Linked DNA regions of Rattus norvegicus: region 1 is linked to region 2. The links are chromatin contacts, called in public Hi-C maps. All regions are on one chromosome and are shown on one strand. The core of a region is the stretch at or near the end of the contact, and the rest is flanking DNA. Distances in the headings are between cores, read along the strand shown.

The links. A called contact is a pair of places that touch in the nucleus more often than the background predicts.
Region 1: a Hi-C map of frontal cortex shows a contact between it and region 2, with 2.4 times the contacts expected there. The contact joins the enhancer-like site here to the promoter of Vps26c in region 2. A contact is called at or near these places in 2 of 12 Hi-C or Micro-C datasets (frontal cortex and psoas muscle).

The regions. Positions count from the first base shown.
Region 1 is chr11:47,485,303-47,492,165 of GRCr8, forward strand. No RefSeq gene overlaps it. Among named protein-coding and RNA genes, the nearest start is that of Dyrk1a, 100 kb to the left of the region's middle. Within about 2 kb of position 4,704, at least 7 of the 93 cell types and tissues checked have an H3K27ac peak or open chromatin away from gene starts, as enhancers often do.
Region 2 is chr11:47,306,711-47,313,772 of GRCr8, forward strand. It overlaps Vps26c (VPS26 endosomal protein sorting factor C), which reads right to left and starts at 4,335. Exons shown (of 8, transcript NM_001108316.2): 1 at 4,259-4,335. The coding sequence starts at 4,315. It also overlaps the pseudogene LOC134481060.

The sequences.
Region 1 (6,863 bases), core at 3,454-5,953, 180 kb after region 2:
TGATGTACAGGGTTTGGACAAGTCTGCTGTGGAAGTAGGAATGTTGGACAGGTTTGTCCCATGCTCTCTTCATCTCTCTGTGACATGAAAAGAGCCTCCAGAAGCCTCCGAAGAATCCACGCTGAGAGTGTCTCTAAATCTTGTCCATCCCCTTCCCTTTTCTCCGGCTCATTCTCTCCCTTCCTCAGCCCATAATCCCACTGGGTCTGGGGTTCACTTGACACATTGTTGTGCTGGGTATGAGTGGCAGCAGCCTGAGATCATTGGTACAACCTCTCAGTGCTACATTTCCCCCAGCGTTCACAGCCCCCTGCCTATGTGCACACCAGCCTCCCAGCATTCCTTGTGCCCGAGAGTTCTGACATAGGCTGGCATTGAGAGTGCTAAGGGCTGTGCCTTGTGAGTAAAGAATTAGAGGGCACCAGATTCTAGACAAAGGTAAGGCTGAGGGAGATTGACTACATTCTAGCAGCCATCAAAGGCCCCTTCCTGTTTTGTCTCCTTCACATATCCTAGTGGTGTGCTGGGTCCTTTCAGAGCAGGAGAGTTCTGAAGGACTGGGGTGAACTGGCTTCAGCTGCCTGCCCCTGGCAAAAGATTTAAGCATCAGCAAATTACAGCACTGCATTCAGCCTTTGTACGGCCCACCAAAGTACAAATGGGTTTTACATTTCTAAATGGCTGAAATAACATTGAAACAAATGCTAACTTTAACCTTACCATCTGAACAAAATGTTGAAATTTAGCTACCCTTTCTTGTGGTCATTTTGCTGCCTTGATGGTGGCTGATTGGTTGCCGTGGAGATGGCATGCCATCACTAGACCTGCATTGATGCAGGTGTAGGTCAGTGGCACCCAAGTGCTCGTGTGCTACAACACAGCACTCTTCCGCAGCTACATGACTTGTTCCTAGGGAGACAGGAAATGTCTCCTCACTCCAGGTAGGGCACGACAGACTAAACTTCTACCTTAGTCCAGCTTACCGAACCGTCAAGTTAACTGGGCTTACTTGGAGCACTGTGTGTGCGGAGGGGTTACAGGAGTGTTGGTCAACTTAAAACAACCACACCATGGCAGCCTGGGTAGGTGAGTCACCCCTTTAGTTAGCTTTCCACGATCACTGTGCTCTAGCACCTCCTGAGAACCATCCCACCCAGCCTTGAGGGTGTCCTGTGGGCAGTCATAGACGCTGTGTTAAAGACGGCCATTGCCGTGGTGCTCAGTGCAATGCTCGCCATACCCAGAATGCTCACATGGCTTCCAGATGGGACTGAACCACCTGTCACAATGTTTTAATCATGCTGAGTTGGCGACAGGAGTCAGAGACACGTCAGCTGCCATGTCAAGGGACACAGTCTTTGCCAGTGGTGTACATTCTCAGTTCAGGCGGCCGGGAGCACTTCTCGGCACTTGAGAGCACTTACTGCTCTTGCAGAGAACCCGGGTTCAGTTTGCAGCATCCACACGGCCCCACAGCCACCTGCAACTCCAACTCCAGGGGATCCAGTGCCCTTTGTTTCCCACCTTGCCATTCTGCATGTATTTGGTACATATACATACATGAGGGGAAACACATGCAAATAAAATAAGTCTGTAATAGTAAAATGTATTTTCAACCCACAGTCATTTTCAGACAAAATAGGAAATTTAAAATTAAGTATCATAAAATATAGCTTTTTTATTTTAATGGTGAGAGTCTGGAGACTGAGTGGTAAAGAGCAATTGTTGCTCTTGAAGAGGACCTGGGTTTGGTTCCTAGCAGCTGCATGGTAGTTCACAACCATCTGTAACTCCAGTTACAGGCATCCGGTTCCCTCTGACCGTCCAAGGCACTGCCAAATATGCTTGTGGCACACAGACGTGCGTGCAGGGAAAACACACAAAGTAAAATGAATAAAACAAAAAAATTAGGTGAAAAAGGAGCAGCCAAATAAGTTTCTGGTTGATTTGTTGGTCAAGCTGGGAACCTCTTCCTTGGATGGAGTATGCAAGATTCGGAACTTGTCTAAGGACTTGAAGCCTTCGACTGTAGCAGTCTGCAAAGAAATGGGCACTGGAACCAGACAGAAGGGCAATCGGGACAAGATGCAGCGTGAGTGCGTTTCCCTAACTCCTGTGAGAAGCCCCATGTCCTCAGGCTGGGGAGCCAGAACCAAGCTGAAAGGAACTGAAGACTGGCGCTCTCTACCAGGATTTAGGTTTTACATTTAAACCTTTGATCCTTTTGCACTTTACCCTACTGTATACTGTGAGCATGGACTTGGTCATAGTAGCTGTCAGGCTGTCTCAGTACTGATGATCACATCACTTCAGAAGGGTAGTCCATAATGGGTCTTGCCCTCCTGTGATGATTTGTGTAAGCTCAGCCCAGGGTGTGGCACATTAGAAGGTGTGGTGCTGTTAGAGTGGATGTGGCCTTGTTGGAGTAGGTGTGGCCTTTTTGTAGTACATGTGTCACTGTGGGTGTGGGCTTTAAGACCCTCATCCTAGCTGCCTAGAAGTCAGTATTATGTTAGAAGCCTTCAGATGAAGATGTAGAACTTTAGCTCCTCCTGCACCATGCCTGCCTGGATGCTGCCATGTTCCTGCCTTGATGATAATGGACTGAACCTCTGAACCTGTAAGCCAGCCCCAATTAAATATTGTCTTTAAAAGAGTTGCCTTGGTCATGGTGTCTGTTCACACCAGTAAAACCCTAACAAGACACCTCCTGACTTTGCATCTATTAAGTTTACTTCCGTGTCTCAGAAGTGTTTAGGATTGTCCATGTTTAGATTTACCTGGTAAGTTGACGCTGGGGTTTGGTTCTATTTGTACTGTAAGGGGGATCCCCCTCATGTCTACTGCCTTCTGTTTTGCTGTGATATGGGCACCTGAAAGCCATTGGCTTTTCATCCTGCTTCTTGCCAAGTTCTCTCCTTGTTTTCAATCATCTGTCCACTGAGTCTTTTGGGTGTGTGTGTGTGTGTGTGTGTGTGTGTGTGTGTGTGTGTGTCTGTGTCTGTGTGTCTGTGTGTCTGTGTGTGTGCGCGCGCGGGGGGGTGTTTGTTTTGTTTTCCTAGTCAATGATGTTATTCCCATAAAATAAAATGGTATATAAGATATAAGATATAAACAAAATGCTTTCTTCTCCAGCACTTCCTGGTTTTCCTCTCATCCCTGTCCAGTGACATTGGCTGGCGAGTCTGCAACATGCGGTAAACTTGTTTGGGCATTAATCCACTGCAGGGCACAGGACCCAGTCACCTTGCTAAAGCCTCTGAATGCCACTGCCTTGGCAACCAAACCTCAACACTCAAGCCTGCTTCGTACAGAACCATCACAGTGGTGTTCATGAGCTACAAGCAGGGGGATCTAAGGTATGCAGGGGTGACCAGAGGCAGGCAAGACGACGACCTCAGTGTTCTGCACCCGTGTCACAGCTCTGCTAGGACACACACAAGGCATGGGTGAGCTGTGAAGGGGTCTTCTCACTCAGTTTCCTGTGATTACGGGGTCACCCACTGGATGCCACACAAGACTAAGTGGAGAGCTGGTATTCTATTGATAACTGCACCCACGCACACCGAGGCCAGACGATAGTTTCTGAGAGCTGTTTCTTCTACCTCATGAATCCTGGGACTCGAACTCCGGTTGTTAAGCTTGGTGGCCAGGGTGCTTAGCGCTGACCCATCTATCCAGCCCAAGAGTGGGTAGTTCTTACTGGTTCGGGAGATACAGACCAAAGCAACATCCAGTGGTCTAGGAGACCCTTTGGACAACTGTTGCCATGCCACCCATGGTCAATAGGTGTTCTCAAAACAGAGCCACTGCTTTGAGGGTAGAGCCTAGTCATGTGACCTCTCGGTGAACAACACATTCAACTCAGTTACAGATCTGTGGAAAGAGCGCACAGCGATTACTTCTCGCGTTTTCCAAAACCACGATGGCCTGGCAGTTTTCTACAGTCTCTGTACTGGGGGTTACACCTTGGACTCAGTCTCTCAGCCTAACGTCACAGTGACTGGGTATCCTTGGCCAGTCTTGAACACTGAAGCCCCCAATGCCCATCTTCACTCTCTGTAAGATCAGCCTCGGCAGACCTCACGTGTGATGTGTACCTCACGTGTGATGTGTACCTCACGTGTGATGTGTGGTGCTTGTCTTTCTGTCGTTGGCTTATTTCTCTTCGCGTGATTGTCTTCCATGTTTCTCTGCTCTACTAGACATGACAAGAACTTTTTTTTTATTTTAATGGCAAAGTAGTATTCCGGAAGACAGACAGACAGACAGACAGACAGACACACACACACACACAGACACACACACAGACACACACACACACACACACACACACACTTTCCTTATCCACTCATATGTTGGCAGACATTAGGTTGATTCCGTATCAAAGCTTTTGCCATGTGATTGATGAACAAAGCTATGTCTTTAACAGGTTCACCTCATTTCCTTCACAAACGTACCTGGTCCTGAATGTGTAGCTTGTGTGTCATTCTCTCTGCAGTTCTCTGAAGATGCTGTGCTGTTCTCGTATAGCTGCTGTGATGTTCACCCCACCATTGGGTTCCAGGGTTCCCTCCTCTCACAGCCTTCGGGGTACTTACCTTCAGTCTCATTGGCAGTCAGTGCACCTATCGGGCTAATGTTACGCTCTATTTTAGTTTTGATTTGGTGATTGGAGGTGGTATTCTCTTTTTCTGTATGAAACAGAATGTAAACTGGGCTGATCCAAACTCTGATCCCCCAGCCTCAGCTTCCCAGTGCTGGGTTTAAAGTGGGCTGCTGCTATGCCTGGCTGGTACTGTATTCTTTCCACATACCACTTGGCTGCTAGCCTGTGTGTCTCATTCTTCAGAATATCTATTCATATGCTTAGTGCGCGTGCACGCGTGCGCGCGCGTGTGTGTGTGTGTGCGTGCGTGTGTTGTGTGGCTGCTTGAAAGTCCTTTTCAAAAATAGGATCTGTCCATAGACGTACTGTCAGCGCTGACCCCTGACCCTGGAAGGACACCGACCGCTTCCTCCTGAGTGCTCCAGTTTCTGTGCTGCTTATGGATTGTTGGGTGTTTTCCAGTTATGGTATTTTCCCGATTAATTTAGAAACTGTACAACGCCCTGCTTTTCTTTTAGCAGTTACTATGGTGACCACGAGGGGACATTTTTCATCAGAGAGCATTGTTATTTATGCACTCCCACCGTTTGATATAAGCACAGCCTCAGCACTGCAGACCCACTCCGCTTACAGCCGTTGCTGGCGGGGTTAATTTCCGATGTTTTACGTTCCGCTGCTCTGCCAGTTGTAGGTGGGACCTGCCTCTTTAAGATTAGTGGGGCGTGGTAGCACATATCTGTAATCCCAGCCCTTGGCTCCAGCGTATGCTATCTGAAAATGTATACATGTATGTATATATGTTTCTATCTATCCATCTAGATATCTATCTGCTTTTCTGTCCCTCCTTCCTCTCCCTCCTCCTTTTCCTCAACCTTTTTCTCTGTGACCAGTGTTGCTGTGTAGTTCAGGCTAGCTAGGAACTCTTAATCCTCCTGCCTCTGTTTTTATTTATTTATTTATTTATTTATTTATTTATTTATTTATTTATTTCAATGCAAATGAGGGTGTGTTCTCTGCTTCTGCCGGAAGTGGATTCTGAGCACTGAACCTGTGACCTCAGCTTCCTGGGATGGTTTACCCTCTGAGCCATCTGGCCAGCTCTGCCCTCTTCCTACTCGTTCTGGCTTTCCTTGTAGGTTCTCCTCTGAGGTTGCTTTCCTTCTGTTCAAAGTGCCTCTTTTAGTTTTTTTTCCCCCTTAAAGTGGTTGATTGTGAATTAGATGAGTTTTTGATGAGAACACACTACTTCTATATCTGAATATTAATTTTTCATTACAAAAATATCCTAACTAAACAAAGTGGCAAAGACTGTGAGAGGTTCCCATGCGCTCCTGCTTGGTTTCCTGTGGTGTGCACGTGCCGTGGAGTCCCAGCGTGTTCATGGAATTAAACAAGACCAGCAGCGAGGCAGCACTCTAGCTAGTGTATGCATGCCGAGAGCTCCCACGTTGCATTAGGCTCTCCCATCTCCTCCTCTCCTTTAATCTGTCGATCCTCTGTTGTTACTTTTCCCAATCCTGGCCTTTTATTTTGTAGAATTCCCATTAGTTTTGTCTCCTTCCCCAGTGATTTCTCATATGCATACTGCAGCTACACATTTTCCACTAGAGTACCAAAAAGCGATGTGGAACAGGAGGTACTTGCCCTGATTTTATTCTTTTGAAACAGGATCTCATCGTACAGCTCTGGCTGGTCTGGAACTTGTGTACATCAGGCTGACCTCAAACTTGCAGAGATCCACATGCCTGGGCTCCCTGTGCTGGGATTAAAAGTGTATATCACCATATCTGGCAAGGCAACTGCTTTTGATGCACCCTGTGGCTTTTGACTTTGGTTGGCTCCCTCTCCATGGGGAAATAAGCAGTAGCCCTGTAAGGGATAACCTTTGTGTGGGAGATCTTCTGAGGAAATTGCTGTGGAACAAGTGACCCTATGGCTTAGTATTTTGAACACCAAACATTTCTGACATCACATTTTTGGAGTTAGGAATTCGGGAGCAGTGGGAAGCGGTGGTCTGGCTGGAGTCTCTCAGGTTGGGGTTGTTGCCACTCCTGTCAGGGAAGACTTGACTTGGGCTTGAGCACCAGTGTCTAAGACTTCCCAACAGGTGGGTTGAAAACCTTTGTGGTCGAATGACCCTTTCACAGGTGTCAAATGTTAGAAATCCTGCACATCAGACATTTATGTTCCCATCCATAACTGTAGCAAATTAGAGTTGTGAAGTAGCAGTGAAATAATTTTATGGATGGGGGTC
Region 2 (7,062 bases), core at 3,085-5,584:
TTCATGTGCATGTTACTGCACCATGCAAATAGAGTAACACCAAAATCTCACTCAGCTTTGGGATTTGAAACCTATGTGCTAGAACCTATATGCCCCTTGGATGCTGACCATTGGTCTCCTGTTCACAGAGCAGAGGGATCTGACAAGAACCTGGGATGTCATCTGTGGAGTGTGCTGCTCTATTCACATCACAGCAGAACAGTTCTGAGTGAACCAACTGTGAGGCGCAGGTAAAACAGAATATGGCCACTTAGCATCTGGGCCTCTACTGTGGGTCAATTTTATGCTTCATCTGGAAATACTGTCTCTCAGTTCTGAGAATGCAGCACTTGAGTAGCTATTGTCTCATCCTACAGAGGAGAATGAAGACCAGAGTTCTGGACTTGGGAATGAAAGGATGGTGACTCCTGACTACAATCCCAACACTCAAGATGCTAATACAGGACTGCTGCAAGTTCAGAGCTAGCCTCAGCTACAGTGAGTTCCAAACCTACCTGAATGACAGAGTGAGACCCTATATCAAAAACACAGGGAAGTACCTGCCACAAGCACTATCTAAATTCAATTTCCAGGAAAAACATGGTAGAAGGAAAAGAATGGACGAACTTCTAGTCTGTCCCTGTCTGTCTGTCTGTGTCTCACGTACACAAACATATACATATAAATAAGTAAATGTAAAAAAAAAAGAAGTTCAAATATTCTCTATCTGTGTCTTGCCACATCATTGACTTCCCTAAGCTCTGTCTTCTCTCAGCGTCCCCTCTTGTAGTTGTAAAGATAACAGCATATGTGAGAAGGGAGGACACTCCCACATGTTATTATGATACAGTACTAGTTATATATTCCCAAAGGGAATTAAAATGGTGCTGGAAATATGGAACTAGAAGTCAAATTTTCAACCTAATAGGAAGACTTTTAGGGAGACGGTAGCCTGGGAACACTGCTGCACAGGCCACATGTCCTGGGATGAAGGCTCCATGAAATTGGCAAGTTTTTCTAGTAGTCTCTGTTCGTGAATTACAGAGAAAACCTTATTTACAGGAGCCCTAAAATCTCTATCCCCATATTTATTTGTCATCCTCTTAAGAATGACTAGTATCAAGAATATTGTTCATACATATGAATTCCAGACTGTACCTACATGTTCCCCCTGTCAAATTAATGTCTGTTTTTACAGGACACTTACAGTTTTTGAGCATCTATGAAGTAGCAGCTACTGGATACACTGTTATAACTAAGTGCACAGGAGGGGCTGCTGACTCAGCCCAGGCTCCATTCCTGGGACCCACACAGCAGAAGAGGCACCCTCCTGCACAATGTTCTCTGACTGCCACATGTACATGTGCATATCAATAGTTTTAAAAATATTTAATGTTCACTTATGACAATAGGACTATTACAGTCATATAAAATATACAGTATTGTTTATAGCTATCAGCTATGACTAAATCATAAATGTTCCCATTTTATTGTCTTTCTATTATTTCTGATGCCATTTAAATCTCATTCTTATTGTAATTCTGCCCATAAATTTTCCTAAAATTTAAAATATTAAAATTAGAAATTAATATATTAGGGGAACAATTAGACATTTCTAAGTAACCTGTGGTTTGTTTTTTTTTTTTTAAATCATAATGGTCCCAGCACTCAGTATAGGCAGGTAGATCTCTGGAGGTTTGAGGTCAGCCTGGTTTTTATTGTGAATTGCAGGGCAGCCAGAGCTACATAGAGAGATGCTATATAGAGAGACAATATCTAAAAACAAATATCTATATCTAAAATATCTAAAAACAAAAGCCCCCAAACTCACCCCCTAAAATGAAAATACTGAGGGAAGTCAGAAGACATGTAACTTGTTCAGTGTACAAATTTTATTAGCCAATCCTGCTGAAATCAATCTGGGACACCAAGGACTGCTGGAGTCCACAGGAATGACTAAAGCACAGAGTCTCATCAGGCTCCTAGGGTACTAGAGTCTGGTCAAGAGTTTAGGTGGGTGGTCCCGATCCTCCCAGGGCCACTGTTTTCCGATCCTGGTTCCCGGACCTTTCCAGCAGGGCCTGGGGTGAGTGACATGGGTTTGCTTTGGAGTAAATCACTACTTAAAAAACTCCCCAAACTTGTTGCAACTAAAAACAAAATTTACTGGGGATGTCTGGATTTTAGAGAGGAGGCTGACACTTAGTAAGCACAACAGCAGGGGTTGGGGATTTGGCTCAGTGGTAGAATGCTTGCCTAGCAAGTGCAAGGCCCTGGGTTCGGTCCCCACCTCCGAAAAAAAGAAAAAAAAAAAAAAAAGAAAAAAAAAAGCTCAACAGCCAACCCACAATTTTAAAGGATTAAGCCCAAGGGAAACAGAAGAGATGCTTAGGGAAGAAAATAAGTCAGCGCACAGAAACCTCTCCACTGTAAACCTGCACAGAAGACTGTCCCACTGGTGACTCCTTTTCTAACCCTCCTGGTCCCTGAGCAGGGATGGCCCTTCCTGGAGAAAGGTACCTTTCCACTTCCCACTCCACAGACAGCCCCATCTAGCCCCATCCAGCCTCAGGCCATCATTCCCTTCACCTGTCCTCCAACAGGGGCAAGAACAGGGTGTGGCCTATTGATACATCGGGGTTGCTACTCGGCCATAGAAACAAGCTGTGCTCCAACACTCCTGGATGCTGAAAATGTGCTGTCAAAGAAGCTGTCAGAAAGGCCACAGACTGGAGGACTCTTTTCCTGTGAAATGCCTACAACAGGCAGAGCCCTGGCAGATGTGTGATTGCCTGGGGCTGGGGGCAAGCAAGGAGGAGTAACAGCTCTCAAGTATACGGTTTCCTTTGGAATTGGTGAAAAGTTCTGAACTTAGTGCAGATGGATGCACAGCACTATAAATACACTAAAACCACTGGACTGGATGCTATAAAGGGCTGGTTTTTGCCTTATCCAAATTATATCTCTAATATCTGTGTGTGTGTGTGTGTGTGTGTGTGTATATATATATATATATATACATATATATGCATATACATATATATGCATATATATGTATATATATAAAAATTATATCTCCACAAAGCTATTAACCAAGAAAAAATAGTCACATGGTTTTCAACTGGACCCAGAACTGTTAAGGTTTTGCTACATTTACTCTTGTTCTATATACACAGGCAGAAATGTATGCACGCCCATACTTTATGGTTAAACTTTCTGAGGTTACTATGGCTAAGTTCAGCATATGAAAGGGGTTCCCCTGTGACTAAGACACGCCTGCAAAATTCAACACTGACACAAAAGTATTGTTTGATAAAAGTTGTGCACTGCATTCCAGTCCTTGCCTTTAGTGTCTTTTCATCTTTAACAGTTTTACTGATTTCCATTTAAAACGATTTATTTCAGATTATGTTATACACTGTGTCTTTGGTGCAGGTCCAATTGGAGACCAGAGGCATGAGACTGGAGTTACAGGTGGTTGTGAGTGGCCTGACATGGTTGCTGGGAACCCAAGGTGGATCCTCCGAAGAGCATTATCAGATTCTTACAGCAGTGTCCCTCAACTGAGGTAAGGCAGATCGTTTCCTTTAAGAACTAAATATTTCGCAGTGGTCTAGCGTAAGTAAGCCTCCTCTTTCTCAGCGCATCTTGCCATGGAGTCCCTTTTATAAAGGGTGATGGCAACTTGGTGTTTGGGTTATTTTGGGGGGGAGGGGTCTTTGAATGGTGACTGCTAGACAAATCACGAATGTTGCTTCTCTTCTGTTGTGAGGATGGAAGTGGGGTGGATCACTGGAATCTTTATTAAATATCAGGTTTCTAGTTTTTAGCATCCATTTGCGATGTTCACCTGGGATGATTTCCTTTTCAACCCCACACTGCATTTGTATCCCCTGAACCGTGTGCAGAACCTGACTGTGATTCCACAGCAGCTGTGCGTTAAAATCGCTGGTGTCTCCGGGTTAGAGCCAGGGCGATCGTATTCTACAACTAGGGTAATGGATCCTGCCGCGGTGCAAGGCTTAGAAGAAAACTTTGCATTAGGAGTGACCACTGCCTGGAGCACACGTGTCCATTTTGAAAGCTCTTCTGCAGAAAGGGGCGTTTGTCACCTGCTCTTCACCCCGAGAGCGACAGCTCGGGCCCCACCGCCCGCTTGCCGACGCGCCCCAAGCCCTACTACACAGGACAGGAACGCAGGGCACGCCCATCCAGCGTCGGGCCCGCATGCGCCGTGCTGGAAACCGCGGAGCTTGAAGCCCGACACCCCTCCACTTACCCCGGCGTGATACACTTTATTCGCTCTTTTAATCTTGATGTCCAGAGTAGTCCCCATCTCGGATTATCCACAAAGGCCGCAACTTCCGGCCACTCGTGACCCGGTCGCCCCGCCCCCTACCAACCCACCCCTCCGGCTCCTTCCGCAGTGTTGGCACGTGACCGGCGTTCGTGCCACTCCTCACACCTCCCTTCTTCCGGCACAGGGCGGGACTTAGCACGGAGAGGACACGAAACCCCCAAACACACTTCCGGAATGCTGAAGGGAGCTCTCTGTTCTCCCGGCGTGCCCCGCGGTGGGGGCGAGGCCGCTTCTCAGCGTTTTTTTTTTACAGGAGGTTGCCTTCCCGTCTGGCTGTGCGGCGCGAAAGGGGTTTCCGGAAGTGATAGCAAGAACGTGCCCCCCTCCTGTCATCCGCTTCCTCCATCCCTGTAGCGGCGTCTGCTTCCTGATGTTCTGAAGCCCCATCGCCCGAGTCCTCCGGGCCGTAGAGTCCAGGCCAACCGCAGGGGCGTGGCCCCGCGCTAACGACCTGCCGGCTGCTGATTGGCGGAGGGCAGCGGCTACGCCCTCAAGCCACGCCCACGGCGCCAGGCCAAGGTTTCAGGAAGCGCGGGGTGACCTCGCTCTGCGGCTGCTCGCGGCTTCGCAGCCGCGAGGGTTTCTGGGTATTCTCCAGGCGCCTAGCCTGGAATCCCGCTCGGTGTTCAGTGCGGCACCACGGCGGCTGCGCGAGCAGGAAGGCAGGATTCGGAACTGAAACGAACCTGCGTATCTCTATCTCCAGCAGCCTGTCGCTGTGGCCACTGAACTTTAGGGGCGATATTGCGGTTAGCCAGCATGCTAGTTACTGAATTACAATCTCGTAAATATGTAAACTCACTCTTCCAGTGAGCAGGCCAAATTTTGGTGTTTTGTTACGTAAAATGATATGAAGAAATGGTATTTGAATTTCTTGATTTTTATTTTCTTCAGTATGTATCACTTTTTCTTTTCTTTTTTTCGGAGCTGGGGACCGAACCAGGGCCTTGCGCTTGCTAGGCAAGCGCTCTACCACTGAGCTAAATCCCCAACCCCTATATGTATCACTTTTAGAATAACTAATATCTCTGTAAAGTTGTCTAAGGGCGGAGCTTAGACAAAATGCTAACAAAAGTGGTTTCACCAATGACTCGAGGTCTTTTGGGACCGAAAATGATCTACAATGTCTGCAGTTGCTTTTGAAGGTTAAAATGTTTGTCAATATTCAGGGCTCCATTTTCAGCTCTTGTCTCTACCCATAGGACTTTCCCGTATGTCTTGAAAACTTTCCTATAAAGTCATGTGGGACACAGCCTAGATAGATATTCAAGTATATCCTGTTCTCCCAGACTCAACCACCATTTTTAGTTGGTGGATAAACAAAAATTCAGTGCAGGAAAGAAAAAAAGCCTTTCTTTCCATATAAGGCTTTTGCAGGTTCCTGTTCCTCCAGGGCAGGTGTGCCTGATTTCCTCTTTGAAATTTGCACACATGGTTAAGGAAGCATGGTCTACTGTGAAGAGCACCCCTTCCAGGAGTTACCAGTGTTTATTGATCAACCCCGTGCAAAGTCTTCCTTACAGAAATCAGAAGTCCACTTTCCCCAAACACTGCTCTTTTCATCTCATGTTAAATAGTTAGATTTTGTCACTTTAAGCTACTGAATATCAGACTGCCAAAGTGACAGTCTTGTGGCACAAGTGGGACCCGAGGTCTTTTATGGGAAATGAAAGTTGTGGTTCTAGTGTGGAAATAGGAGGAAGCAATGCAAGCATCTTAACAGACGACAGCTGCCGTCCTCGGAGTTGACCCCTGCTCTTCTGCACAACTGCAGTGTCGGAAAACGTTCATGGATAACAGGGGAAGGCTGGTAGACCCTTCTCCCCAGACAGTTGAATGGGAGATAGTTCCCAACTTGTCTGTTTGTATCACCCTATTGCTAGAACCCAGGAAATGTACCCAGAAAATGCTGTTCTCACAAGATGGTTAAGGACAACTTATCTTCCATGGGGTTCTCTTGAGCTAGTGACATAGTTCAGTGACTAAAGGTACTTGCCACCACACTGGATGACAACCTGTGTCCCATCTCTGGTGAAAGAGAAGCAACTCCCACAAGTTATCCTCTGACCTCCACATGTACACCCTGATTGTATGTGTCTGTTCTTGTGACCAGTCTACGGTGCCATCCCTATTTGATGATATTCTCTCTAGAAACACAAGAATGAACCAGCATGGTGATGTAACAGACTCTCCATATACCTATGGAAGATCATCCTCCCATACTGGGTCACTTTCCACCACTAGACCACAAAGCCCCAGTCTCCTGTATTCCTTACTGGGCCATCTTGTGTAGACCACGAAGAGGGAGAATTCAGAAATATTGGTGGAAGCAGATCTAGATGTCTTTTTATTAAGTGCTAGAAAACAACCCCTCAAATGGGCATCTTTCTTTCACTGAAAGATGGACTACAATATGTATATTAGTCTCTTAAACTTTTTTTTTGTCTTTTTTTTTTTTCCGGAGCTGGGGACCGAACCCAGGGCCTTGTGCTTGCTAAGCAAGCGCTCTACCACTGAGCTAAATCCCCAACTTCTCTTAAACTTTTTATGTCATGAATGTTCTGCCCACATGTGTACTTGTGTACCACCTGTGTGTGTGGTGCTCATGGAGGCCATAAGAGGACCTCAGATCTGGATCTAGAGTTCAGACAGTTCTGAGCAGCTGTATGGGTGCTGTGAATCAAACTGGGGTCCTCGACAAAAACTGCCAGTGCTTTTAAACA